Linked DNA regions of Rattus norvegicus: region 2 is linked to region 1. Evidence: chromatin contacts called from public Hi-C data. All regions are on one chromosome and are shown on one strand. Each heading gives the region's core, a stretch centred on a gene start, on an enhancer-like site or on the middle of the called end of the contact. The rest is flanking DNA. Distances are from core to core; before and after follow the strand shown. Region 1 holds the start of Dis3l (DIS3-like exosome 3'-5' exoribonuclease). Region 2 holds the start of Ints14 (integrator complex subunit 14).

Region 1 (5,729 bases), core at 131-2,630:
AGAAGCTAAATTTCTACTAAGCCGTCACAGCAAGAGTGCACATGTGTGTGTGTGTGTGTGTGTGTGTGTGTGTGTGTGTGTGTGTGTGTGTGTTAATCACTTGTATGTACCTAAAAATTCCAAGGATGTTCTGTTTGAAGCTTCTGAACATGGCTACACTGTTCTAGGATTGAAAGAGAAACATACTAGAAAGGCTGTGCTATACAATCCATGGGCAGCGGCAGGGTTTCCACTCAACTGACACCTGCTTGGTCAAGCTGCGACCTCGATTATGTATTCTGAAAAGACCTCCTCAGGTTCATCTCCCCGGGGGTAACAAACAGCAACATGCTGCCTGAAAATCGGGGAAAGTCTAGCTCCCAGCATTCCCCAGCCTAAGTCCCTAGTCCTAAGATAAAGAGGCTGTCATGCTGGAGAGTCTGCGTACTGGTAGGAGCAGAGCAGGCAATGCCAAAAGTCCAGCAGTGAGCTCAGGAGCAATGCCAGTAGCTACTTTTGGGAGAAAGAAGGTGCCTACGCCCTCAGGTCCCCAGGAAAAACCGAAGCATCCGGTGCCTGCAGGCTCTCGGGCCTCCCATTTGACCCGGCCATTACAGTGGGCTGGTCCTGAGAGGAGCGCCCCTGAAGCTGCAGGCCGGTGCTGTCTGCTTCCGATCACTAGGAAGGACGACCGGACGCACTGCGGACGCTCCAGGGCGTCTCCTGGGCTGCCCAGACTGCTTTGCTCGCTTCGGCTGCCTACGGTCCGCGAGGGTCTGGCTCCGCCCTTGACGCCAGCCCAAAGCCGCCCTTGCTCCACAAGCTGCGGCTCTCCGGTCTCGTTGGGTCCGGCTTCCTTCACTAGGGCCCGGCCACCCTCGCTCCTCAGGCCTCAGCTCCCTTTACTCGCGCCCAGCCGCCCTCGCTACGTCAGGCCCCAGCCTCCCTTGTTCCTTTGGTCCCGGCTTCCCTCGCTCTTCGAGCCCCAGCTTCCCTCTCCGGTCCCAGCCTCCCTCCCTCGCTCCTCTGGCGCCGGCCTCCCTCTCGGATCCGGGCCTCCCTCTCTCCTCCGACCCTCCCTCTCTCCTCCGACCCCGGCCTCCCTTGCTCTTCCCGCCCCGGCCTTCCCGGTCCATCCCGGCCCTGACCGTTGCGGCAGGTGGCAGGTTGCGGGCACAGGGGGCTGTTGCAAGGTACGCTGGGCCGCAGATAGTGTTCGCGCACGATCCTCAGCGTCCGGCCCTGGAAGGTCCTCAGCAGCAGCACCTTCTCCCGCTTCTGCAGCATGCTGGCGGCGTCGCCCGGCACAGTGGCCGGGAAGCGGCGGGCGGCAGGTGGAGGCGAGGCCGAGGCCTGGGGCCCGCCCCTCCGGCCTGGCCGGGCAGGCGGCGGCTTTTGGGTTCCCGCTACCGGGAACGACCTAGCCTACACTGAGGAAACGCCTGGCCCAGCCCTGCCTGCACCTTTGACTCCTCTCTTTGCCTTAGTTGCCCCGGGGCGGGAAAAGTGTAGATAAACTGTTTACCCAAAGAATCAGCGGGTAAGACGGTAGTCTGTGGCAGCTAGTCTAAAGTTCCCTTGTGAAAAGATTATTTTTACTTTCTTTCTACCCACAGGCCGGTGTGGGAAGGGCTTGCCATATTAACAGAGGTAATAACTATTGAGTTTTTTCATCCTTATTTTTGCAATATCTGAAAGAATTGAAAGGCTCAGCAAAAAAATACTGGTAACCCTGCTAGCCAAACCTGGTTTTCCCCTTCAAAATATGCTTATTTTAAATTTTAATGCATGTAAATATTCAAACACTACAGATAAAATGAAAACCAGTCCTTTGGGGTAAACACTGTATAACTTTTATAGCGCTGGCAGCCTCTGGCAAAGGAATTCTTAAAACTGCTATTGATATGATCACTAAGTACTGTGCTTGTAGTGTTTGACAAAAAGGACAGTATCTTGGGAGACCAGACAGCCTCGATTCTCCAAGCACTGGGCCCACTGGAGCTACATTAGCAACTTCATACAGGAGAGTCTCATTTAGCTTCCTTAAATCAAAGGAGTGGGCGTGTATTTTTAATCCTCATTTCACCGTATGTGAGGCTGCATTAAAGGAGCTTAAGTGTCCAAGGATACCTAGTTATTAAGTTTCAGAACCAATGTTCAAGCTAGAAACTGCTCAACTTCAAAGCGGGTTAAGCATCATCTATTCGATGGTGAGTAAAACACAGGGCCTGCACCTAAGGAATTTACTGCTTGGCAACCTTTGGTTAATGTGTCTGACCCAGTTGACTGGAAACACATGGCTCTTCCAGTACAGCTGAAATAAACCAGGACCAGCCTCTCATTTCACCCTCAGGGAATGCATAAAGAGTCACGGTCCCCTCCTCCTTGTACCTTTGTGTCAAATCACTCGGTGAAACTCAAGGTAAACTTGTACAAATGGGAAAATAATGTAGAACTGGCGCACAGGCGACAGTGCAAGGAGGGTTCCTAACGTTCTCCACAAAGAAAGAGGCCCTTCCTGTCTAACACAGGAGTCAGTTCCAGAGAGACCAGACGACACTGAGTAGCCAAAATTGTTCTCTACATAAAAAAATGCTTTAGATAACTGTCCACCAGTCCCTCCCCAGTTCCCTTGCTATCTTTTTAAAGCCACTGGTGCTATGGGGTTGGAGGAATGACTTCGATTAGGTACTAATCTGCCTTTAATATCTCTCTTCAGCACTTTGTAGCTCGAAATTGTCCGCAAATGAACCACCCTTTAAGGAACAGCATACCTAGGGTTTTATGCAGAGTTGATTTTTATCAGTGTTTAAAACAAGGCTGGAGCTTAGTTGGCAGAGGGCTTGCCTAGCAAGCACGAGGTTCTTTGCTGAGCACCGCCCTACCCCCAGGAGGCACACAGGCCTATAATCCCATCACTTGGGGATGTAGGAACAAGATGATCAGAAGTTCGAGGCTGTTCTTAGCTATACAGTAAATTGGAGACCAGCCTGGATGCATGAGATGCTATCTCAGAGAATAATTACAGTAGTCCAATGTCCATTGCACATCTCCTTGGTTTGTGTTGGGGCAATAACATACAAATTAATTGCTTTTTCCCCCCACCCACTCCCTCAAATTAATTACTTATGGTGTCAGCTACCCAGGTTGGGTTCAAATTTGCCATGTAGTTAAACTTCTGATCCTTCTGCCTGTAGCTAGGTCTTGGGATTGCAGGTACCTGGGGATGGAACTCAGGGCTTTGTGCATTCCAGGGTAAGTACTGAGCCATATCCTTAGCCATATCCACAGCTCTCTTCCTTACACCCTCTCTTTTCTCTCTCAAGTCTTTTGGAGACAGGGTCATGATACGTAGCCAATAGCCTCGATCTCTTTCCTTACTCCTCCTCCCTCCATCTCTCAACTGCTGGGATTCCATGTGCCCAGGCCTGGCTTTATACATTATGTTGAGAAACATGATTAGTTCTTAGAAATGATGTGTAATGGACCAGAGCCTTTTGCTTGGTTGTTTCGGTGGTTTGTCTCATTGGCCATCTGAGACCTCTGGACCAGAAGAGTGCCTATCAGGCAGAATAAACTAGTTTATGTTACAGAAATATGAAACTTAAATATGAGTTTTGGGCAGGTGGTGATGGCATATGCCTTTAATCCCAGCACTTGGGAGGCTGAGGTAGGCAGATCTTGAGTTCAAGGTTAGCTTGGTTTAGAGAATGAGTTCCAGAACAGCCAGGACTACACAGTGGAACTGTCTTGAAAAACAAAAAACAAAGAACAATCAGTTTCTTCACTAGTGAGTTATCTCAGTAGGTAAGGGTAACTGCTGTACAACACATATATTTTACACAAAATGTAATAATTACCTGGGTGGTGGTGACACACACCTGTAATCCCAGCATTCAGGAAGCAGAGGGAAGAGGATCTCTTGAGTTTGAGGCCAGCCTGGTCTACAGAATTTTGTGTCCAGTTCCAGGACAACCAAAGTTGCAGGGAGAAACCCTATCTTCAACCCCAACTCTCTAAAAAAAAAATTAATTAAAAAAATTCTCAGTGTCTTAGGACAAGAATACTGCATGGGTACCGAACATCACTTGTCTTTCTGCAGGATCCAGGCTAGTGGAGGGGGAATCTCTCTGGAACATTGTTGCTCAAAGGAAAAGGGGGAGAGAGTCCTCTAGAAAGCTTCACACCAACCAATAATTCCACCTGGAAGAAATGCTGTCGATTTTGCCATGGGCCAAAGCTAATCACATGGCCACACAGCCAGAGGAGGTGTGTTCTTCAAGCTCTGAAGGTGGACAGGAGAACCTTTTGAATGTAAAAACAAATTACCATAATGCTCTGGCCAAGCCCCTCAGCCCTGAATGAGTCAATCCACTCCACCACCAGCTTCACCCTCATTATTCGGGACAACTTTAGCCCAGCTCACTGTCTATCCTTCTTTGGTGTTCTACCTCTTTTGGAAGAAGTCCTTCCAGAAGTTAGCAAACCAAGCTTGAATCTCTACACATCTGCATCCTTACTTCTCTTGCTTCCATATGTGATCCCTTATGGTAGGTAGGGTGAACTCTCTTTGCCAAATTTATGTCCATATTTTCTCCAGGCACTCAGATGACCCGTGCTGTCCTGCCTCCCTTACAGATAGATGGGTGGTGGCCACGTGTCTGGGTTCCATTCTGCAGAATGTCAGAGTATAATGGCACTGTTTCTTGGAATGGCTCACAATACTCCCCAACCCAACTCCCCACCAACATGCTTTCTCTTAGTGTTGCACCAGCTGGATGCCAAAGCCTAGGGCACTGGCAGCCCAACATTAAAGATGGCAGAGCCCTGTCTACTTTGGTTCCTGAAAGACTGTAGAAGCAGAGCTTGGCCTCTCTTTAACCAGAGGACTCTTGTACAGGAAAAATAAATCTGGGGTTGGGGATTTAGCTCAGTGGCAGAGCGCTTGCCTAGCAAGCGCAAGGCCCTGTGTCTGGTCCCCAGCTCTGAAAAAAAAAAAAAGAAAAAAAAACCCTTTAAGGGTCTGAGTAGGTGAGAATCCTAACATTTGTCAGGCAGGGAAGGAGAAGCAAACGAAAGTGTTCAAGGTCAGCTGTCATTCATTACCAATGTATGTTTCTGGTAAAGAGACCTAAGAGGCTGGAGGTGTGGCTTAGTTGGTAGAGAATATTAAGATACTTGTCTCACAGTTGCAAGGCTGTGTTTAAAACAGACAAATAAAGCAAGATACTGTACACACAATCAGGCAGTTTGATGATTTCTACAGTCATACTAAACTATGCAGTCCTCTAGTTGGTAGGGACCAGTGCGATCTGCCCTGTTCTGGCTTTGTAGGGGCAACAGCACCACCCTGGGCAGGGCATCTGATGGCTTGCTTTTCTCTTTGGCTGATTTTTTTCTCTGATAACCTAAGTGTAGATGGACAGCATGCTGCCCAGATAGCAATACACTGTGGCCGCTTCTGGCATTCCGTGGCCAATGGAAATCTCCTGCCAGAGCACCACTTCCCTGGTATACGGCTTCCATCTTTCTCTGTCTGAGCAGCAACTAGCCTTCTTAGAAGCTTTGGGAACGCAGAACTCAGTGTCTACTGGATCATAACCTAAGCCTCATTAAAGGTTAGCCTGGGGAGGGAGGGGGCAGGATGGTAAATGTACAAAGGAAATTCCCGAGGATGAGATGTAAAGACCAGAGTGCATTGCAGAAGCAAGCGCTGCAGTTTCTGTGTCTGTTTACTTCTTATTGTCTTA
Region 2 (6,225 bases), core at 2,208-4,707, 640 kb after region 1:
GCAGCCATATAATTATGTTTTTTTTTTAAAGAAAAGGTTCTTATGTATTTGGGGGGATTTGGAGCTATGGCTCAGCGGGTAAGAGCACTGGCTGTTCTTGCAGAGCTCAGGGTTCTCAGCACCCACATGGCAGGTCAAGCCACCTGTAACTCCAGTCCCAGGGGATCGGACACTCTCTGCTGGACTCTGCTGCCTCATCTCTCCTCTGTAAGACGGAGATGGGATCCCTGAGCAAACTGCCTAGCTGGTTAGCCGGGAGCTCTGCGCTTGGTTGAGAGACTGTGCACAAAAAGAAGGTGGAGAGCAGCTGAAGAAGATTCCTGGTGTCACCCTTGGGCTCCAATTCCACTGCACTCCTAAGACCATGTATTCATGCGTATTCACAGCACACAGACCCATGAAAAGGATAAGGCAGACAAAAGTTCTTATTTCTAGAGCTATGTACCAAAATGTTTCTGGACAGAATGTTAGCTGTCTGGGATCTCTACCAAAATATTATGCAGAGAAGTAGGATGCCACTGAAATAAAATTAAAGATTTGAGTTAACAATTGGCTGGTGAAGGGGGATTTCTTATGCTTATCCATCCTTGTGTGTGCTTCTCTGTGGTGTTTTTCTTTTGAAGGCGTCTGAAGGAGGGGGTCTCACTATTATGTACCCCTCGATAGCCTGAACTCAATATGTAAACTAGGCCATCCTGAAAACTGCCTGAAAACATCTGTGTGTTCTGCCTCCCAGTTACTGGGATTAAAGGTGTATGAAGCACCAAGCTGGCTGTTTTTCTTCTTTTTTAAAGATAGGGTTTCACGTAGACCAGACTGGCTTTGAAATTTAGGAAGAAAAAAAAAGGAAAGAAAGAAAGAAAAAAAGAAATTAATTTAGGAAGTCCATCTGTAGTTGAATTTCTGATCCTTTTGCTTCCACTTCCTGAGTGCTTGGATTGCAAGGGAGTACCATCAAGCCTTATTTATGCAGGACATGGGACCCAGGCTTTGTGCATGCTAAGCAAGCACTCTACCATTGAGCTCCATCTCCACCTCTAGAAAATGTCTTGACATTTTTATTTTGTTGGTGTTGTTGTTTTGTTTTTAAAGAGGGGGTCATATCTGAGATTTCACTAGAGTTCTACTCTGGTGGAAACAGTGCGATGAAGAACTGTAGGACAGAGGGGAGAGTGTGAAACTTGGGCAACACAGGAGAGTCAGTCAGGGCCAGGCGAGATGTAGCAGGAAGGATGATGAAGGCCGTGGGCCAGCACGGATGTGTAAGAGGGGAGGGAAGTACACAATAGGGAAACGAGCCCATGGCTCCCCATCTCTCCCTCTCATTCCACTTTTTCTGTAGTCACTACTTAACCTTTCTGTCTATAGATGAAAATCTTGTCTTGGGGACTTAGTGAACAAACCAAGAAATTCCAGTTCAGTTCATGGGGTGCAGAATTTTGTCACTAACTTCTGTCTTACAAGCACACTATGACCAAACCACCCCACCTTTTCAAAGCCTGTGTCACAGCAGTTCACTGTTTTAAGTCAGGAAATAAGAGGTGAGATATTACAAAAGCAATGTTACTTATTGGTTTCCTTTAAAGTTATGTGTGGGAACATGTAAATACTGCGGGTCTTTTGGATGGGAAAAGACTTATCAGTCACCTAAAGCTTGAAAGGTATTGCCTTTGAATCACTCTGTCCCTTGTCAGTGCTCTGACTTTTCGTCACTGAACAATCTTCTGATTCGGAGCTGATCAGGGGCTCCAGTAACAAGGAAAAAGTACCAAAGCATGTAATGGTTGCCGTGAGTTACCTGGTCTCCTCTCAATAGTTCTGCCTTTTATCATCAGTTTTAACAAATTGACCTTTTCCTTTCTAAGTCACTGAAAATTCAGCCAGCTGTTCAGCAGGACCAAGACAGCAAAAATCTGAACACCCATCAGATCATTAATAATGAGCAAACTAATAAACTTAAGTTTAGTCTGTAAGACCATAAACCAGACCATGTATCTAAGCTGGCCTAGAACAGCAAGCCATGGCTGAATCATAGCCACAGTAGGGACAACTAGACAGATAACGCCTCTGCCTGCACAGTCTTGGCAAGATCCCACCCAACAAGGGGGACAGGGTGTGTTAGAAATTACGGCCAAGTATTCAGTTTTACTTGCCTAGAATCCCACGCCGTTCAAGCATAGCAAGGTCTTTGAGATGTTGAGACTAGCCTGGTTGGGAAAAGACGTTCTGAACAGGAACTAAGTCTACAGGCCATGGGGCCTTGTTATTGGTTTCCCAGAACCTGGTGTTGCTTTCTCTGCCACCTCTAATAGAAGGAGGAAACAGCAAAGAACAATAAACACTCTCTCCCACAGAGTAAGTTGTGATAAGTCTGTTCTTTTTTTTTTTTTAAGATTTATTTCGTTTTAGTTATGTGAATACACTGTTGCTGTCTTCAGACACATCAGAAGTGGACATCAGATCCCATTACAGATGGTTGTAAGCCACCATGTGGTTGCTGGGAATTGAACTCAGGACCTCTGGAAGAGCAGTCAGTGCTCTTAATCACTGAGCCATCTCTCCAGCCCGATAAGTCTGTTCTAAGAGTGTCCCTTCCTTATCCCAATTGCAACCCATAAGCTAAAAGAAAAAGTCATATGCCTAAGACCTTCTAGGGAACTCTGTATTCTCACTTGTAATTGCTGTACTGAAGTACTATAACTACTCAGCGACCTGTTGCCATCTGTTGATGCCTACCACTACCAGACATTCCCTGGGCTGTAGGGTTTGCCCACCTCACCCTCCCATCCCCACAAGGAACTCCCAGAGGCATATACTACGCTAGGGACACCCAGTGGAGAGAAGCCGGCAGAGATCCTCAAAGCCTTACAAGGAGTCCTAAAAGCAAAACCCTCACTCAACACACCCCAGGCACCACAGCAGTAATTGAGCCACGCTTCCCCCCTTCTCAACCTCAGAGTAGGGAAATAACAAGAAACGAAGATTCCAATGCAAATTAGGCTCAGCGCAGCCAGATGCTTACAATCTGAGCACTCGGTCGGGAATTGCAGTTTTTTAAGAGTAGGAAGAGCATTCTGTCTACTGTGCAGAGGATGTGACTGAGAAGCAATGACAGAAATGTGAGTTAGACACTGGCCAGGAGTCTACAGGTTAGTAAGAAGACAAGGAAGAGATAAATGGAGGGACGCACGCAGGGAATCTGGTAAGACAAAGAAGGGAGGGCCAGAAACCCGCAGGGCTCAGCCTCAGGGTAAAATTGGGGATCCTTGGGCGAGAGGCAGAGAAGAAGTGCCCCCTAGTGTCCCAAAGGAGCCATAGCCCAGCTCCCATGGGCTCGAAGCCCCGCCCAGCCCAGCCCGGGCTGTTCTCTGGCTCCAGGTTCCCTTGTGTCGCGCGGCCCTTAAGTTCCGGCTATGGCGCGTGGGCGGAAGGTTTAAGCAGACGGACAGAGGCTGGAGATGGGCTCCGGGTAAGTCAGGGAATCTGTGTGTTGAGGGCTGTGTTTGGATGTCGGTTAGGGTTACAGGGGAAGGAACAGCATAGGGCGGGCGACGGGCCTTCTCTGCAGCCTGCGTGCGGTGGTCGTCTCTGGGCGCTGGTTCCAAGGCCTGCGACCGACCTTCCCTCTGTGTGGCCCAGGTCTTCAGCGTGTTTCTTGTAAGCAGCGAGATTTCGCGCTTGGGGCCGAGTTCTTTCTTCCCCTGAGAGACTTCCGTCCCTGGACCCTGAGACTTCCGTCCCCTCTCCCCGAGAGTTCCACACAACAAACGTTTTGGGCTCGTTTTAAAGGTAAAAGTCTATTCTCCAGTCACAATCCAAATGAACTATGCAGTGTTTCAGGCCATCCATTCAGATATTAATCATTTGAGAATTTAGAGGGACTCGTAGGTAGAAAAGCCAAAGTGTATGCACTTAGAAACTGAAGTGGAGCTCTGAGAGACTCCTGAGAGTCAAATTGCCGTGAATGGGCTAATTATCCCCTTTAGGGTAGAACTATAAATGTAATTGATGGCTTTTAGAGCAATCAGGTGGCGAGGATGTATCTTCCGGAGTAGACGGTCTGGGAGAAAGAAAACTCAGATATCCGAAACATTGTCTGTAAAATGGTACCTGTTGGAAAGGCGGAGGGCAGTGTAGAGAAACTTGAAGATCAAAGTCAATCTAAGTGAGAAATACATCGTGTTATCTACTATCAGCTAGTAATGAAAGATTTTATTTTTTAATTTTGTGACTAGGCCCAGACTGCTTGAGTGAAACAACCTTCAGAGACGTTCCATTCTTTCGTTTACCCCGTGCTTACAACCTGAAAACAAAATTGGATTGGCACAAGTCGGCCAGGGCTGAGGAAGTGCACTTGAGACCTGACACAAATGCATCAGTCCGGAGAAAGAGCCAAGTTCCCAGGTGTCTGCGGAGAAGGCCAGACCGACAGCTGTGGTCACACATTGCCGTGCTAATAGCAATTTCATGGACTGGAAGTGCTTGTTGATACTGGATCCAGACAACTGTTTCCTAATCTCTTAAGAGGTGAGGACATGATCTTCAACTTTTAAAAACCATAGAGGCCTCCAGGTTTTAAATGTGACCCACAAGAGCTGGATAAACTATACCCGAGCAGAAGTGCAGGAATCCCTGGTGTCTGTGCTTAAATAAAAAAGTGTATTTCTGTGTACAGAGTTAAGATGTATAATGTATTTTCCTAATGAATTAATGCATGCTGTGAATAGGGATAGTTCATTGGGTGTGTTGAATTTCGTTGGGCACTTACTGTGTGCCAGATGTAAGTCTGAGTCGATATTAGGAGCAAATTCTTATGGTGATCCTTGCCCTTAGCCACCTCATTTAATACAGTTCTGAACTCATTTTTGTTAGGCAGCATGGACTTAGGAAAATGCTAGTGTGTAGCAAATCAGGGCAGCAATGCTAGGGTTGGGGGTGAGGCCATGTCACCTCTCAAAGAGTGAGTATGTTTAACATTGTTTAAAGAAGCAGAGAGAGGGATACATATTTAATGTTTCTTTCAGGGGCTCGAGTGGAGCAGTGGTTAAGAGCACTTACTTCTGGGGACCCTGAGTTAAGTTCTCAGCATGCACAGTGGGCAGCTCACAACCGCCCGTAACTCCAACTCTAGGGAATCTGGCCTCTGAGGGAATCTACTCAGGTGTGGCAGGCACTCATACAGACACACACTGAATAAAAACTAAATGAGATTTTCTTTCCTACTGTCTAACACTTTGGACTGCTAAGAGAGTCTAAAAAGAAAACTTTTCTCTACGGATTAACATTATTGGTGTTGGACATATGGGATGTTACACTATCTGAGGTGTATTTTTGGCCAGTATGCTGTTAAAAAAAAAAAAAAAAAAAAAAAAAAGGCTTTAACATCATTTCCACGAATTAGCATGTGCTGAGTTCCCAGCAACCTACTTACAAAAGGAATTGTAGAATGTCACACATTTATAGTCGGGCAGTCTGCCTCTTGTTAAATTAGCGAACACTAAATTTTGACCCTGTTGAGTCTACCCTAATTCTATATAATGTATGCAGTGTGATTTTTCCCATTTTGGTCCTTTGAGACAGGGTTTCAGATAGCTCAGGTTAGCCTCAAACACCCTATGTAGCAAAGAATGACCTTGGAATGACCTGTCTCCACCTCCCTAGGGATGAGATTACAGGCATATGTACCTCTGTGATTTTCGAAACAGAGTAGTCTTACTTACGATATAGCCTTGGCTATCTTAGAACTCACCATGAAATCCAAAGTGGCCTTGAATTCACAAATCTGTGTCTTGGGTACTTGGATTAAAGGCATATGCCACCTCACCTGGCCTACAATGTGATTTTTATGAGTTCTCATGCAGTTTACACACACACACACACACACACACACACACACACACACACACACACACACACAATATGAAGTGCTTTTTTTAATTCAGTTTTTGATCCATAATCTGTGTCCTTTACTTATGGCTATAAAATTTTATTGAATCTGCAGATTAATAGAGGATCAACAGTCTGAATCCACATGAGCAGATTTGAGTGTCTGGAAACTTTATTCTTTTTTTTTTTTTTTTTTTTGGTTCTTTTTTTCGGAGCTGGGGACCGAACCCAGGGCCTTGCGCTTCCTAGGTAAGCGCTCTACCACTGAGCTAAATCCCCAGCCCCAGGAAACTTTATTCTTGAGAAAAAAAATTTTCTCTATATTGAATCTTATTTCAT

What was found. A called contact is a pair of places that touch in the nucleus more often than the background predicts.
Region 2: a contact with region 1 is called in a Hi-C map of Schwann cells, with 3 times the contacts expected there. The contact joins the promoter of Ints14 here to the promoter of Dis3l in region 1. A contact is called at or near these places in 2 of 12 Hi-C or Micro-C datasets (the A7r5 cell line and Schwann cells).

What each region holds. Positions count from the first base shown.
Region 1 is chr8:73,734,147-73,739,875 of GRCr8, forward strand. Dis3l (DIS3-like exosome 3'-5' exoribonuclease) reads right to left here and starts at 1,381. Exons shown (of 17, transcript NM_001008380.2): 1 at 1,128-1,381. The coding sequence starts at 1,266.
Region 2 is chr8:74,367,676-74,373,900 of GRCr8, forward strand. Ints14 (integrator complex subunit 14) reads left to right here and starts at 3,458. Exons shown (of 13, transcript NM_001007663.1): 1 at 3,458-3,469; 2 at 4,236-4,527.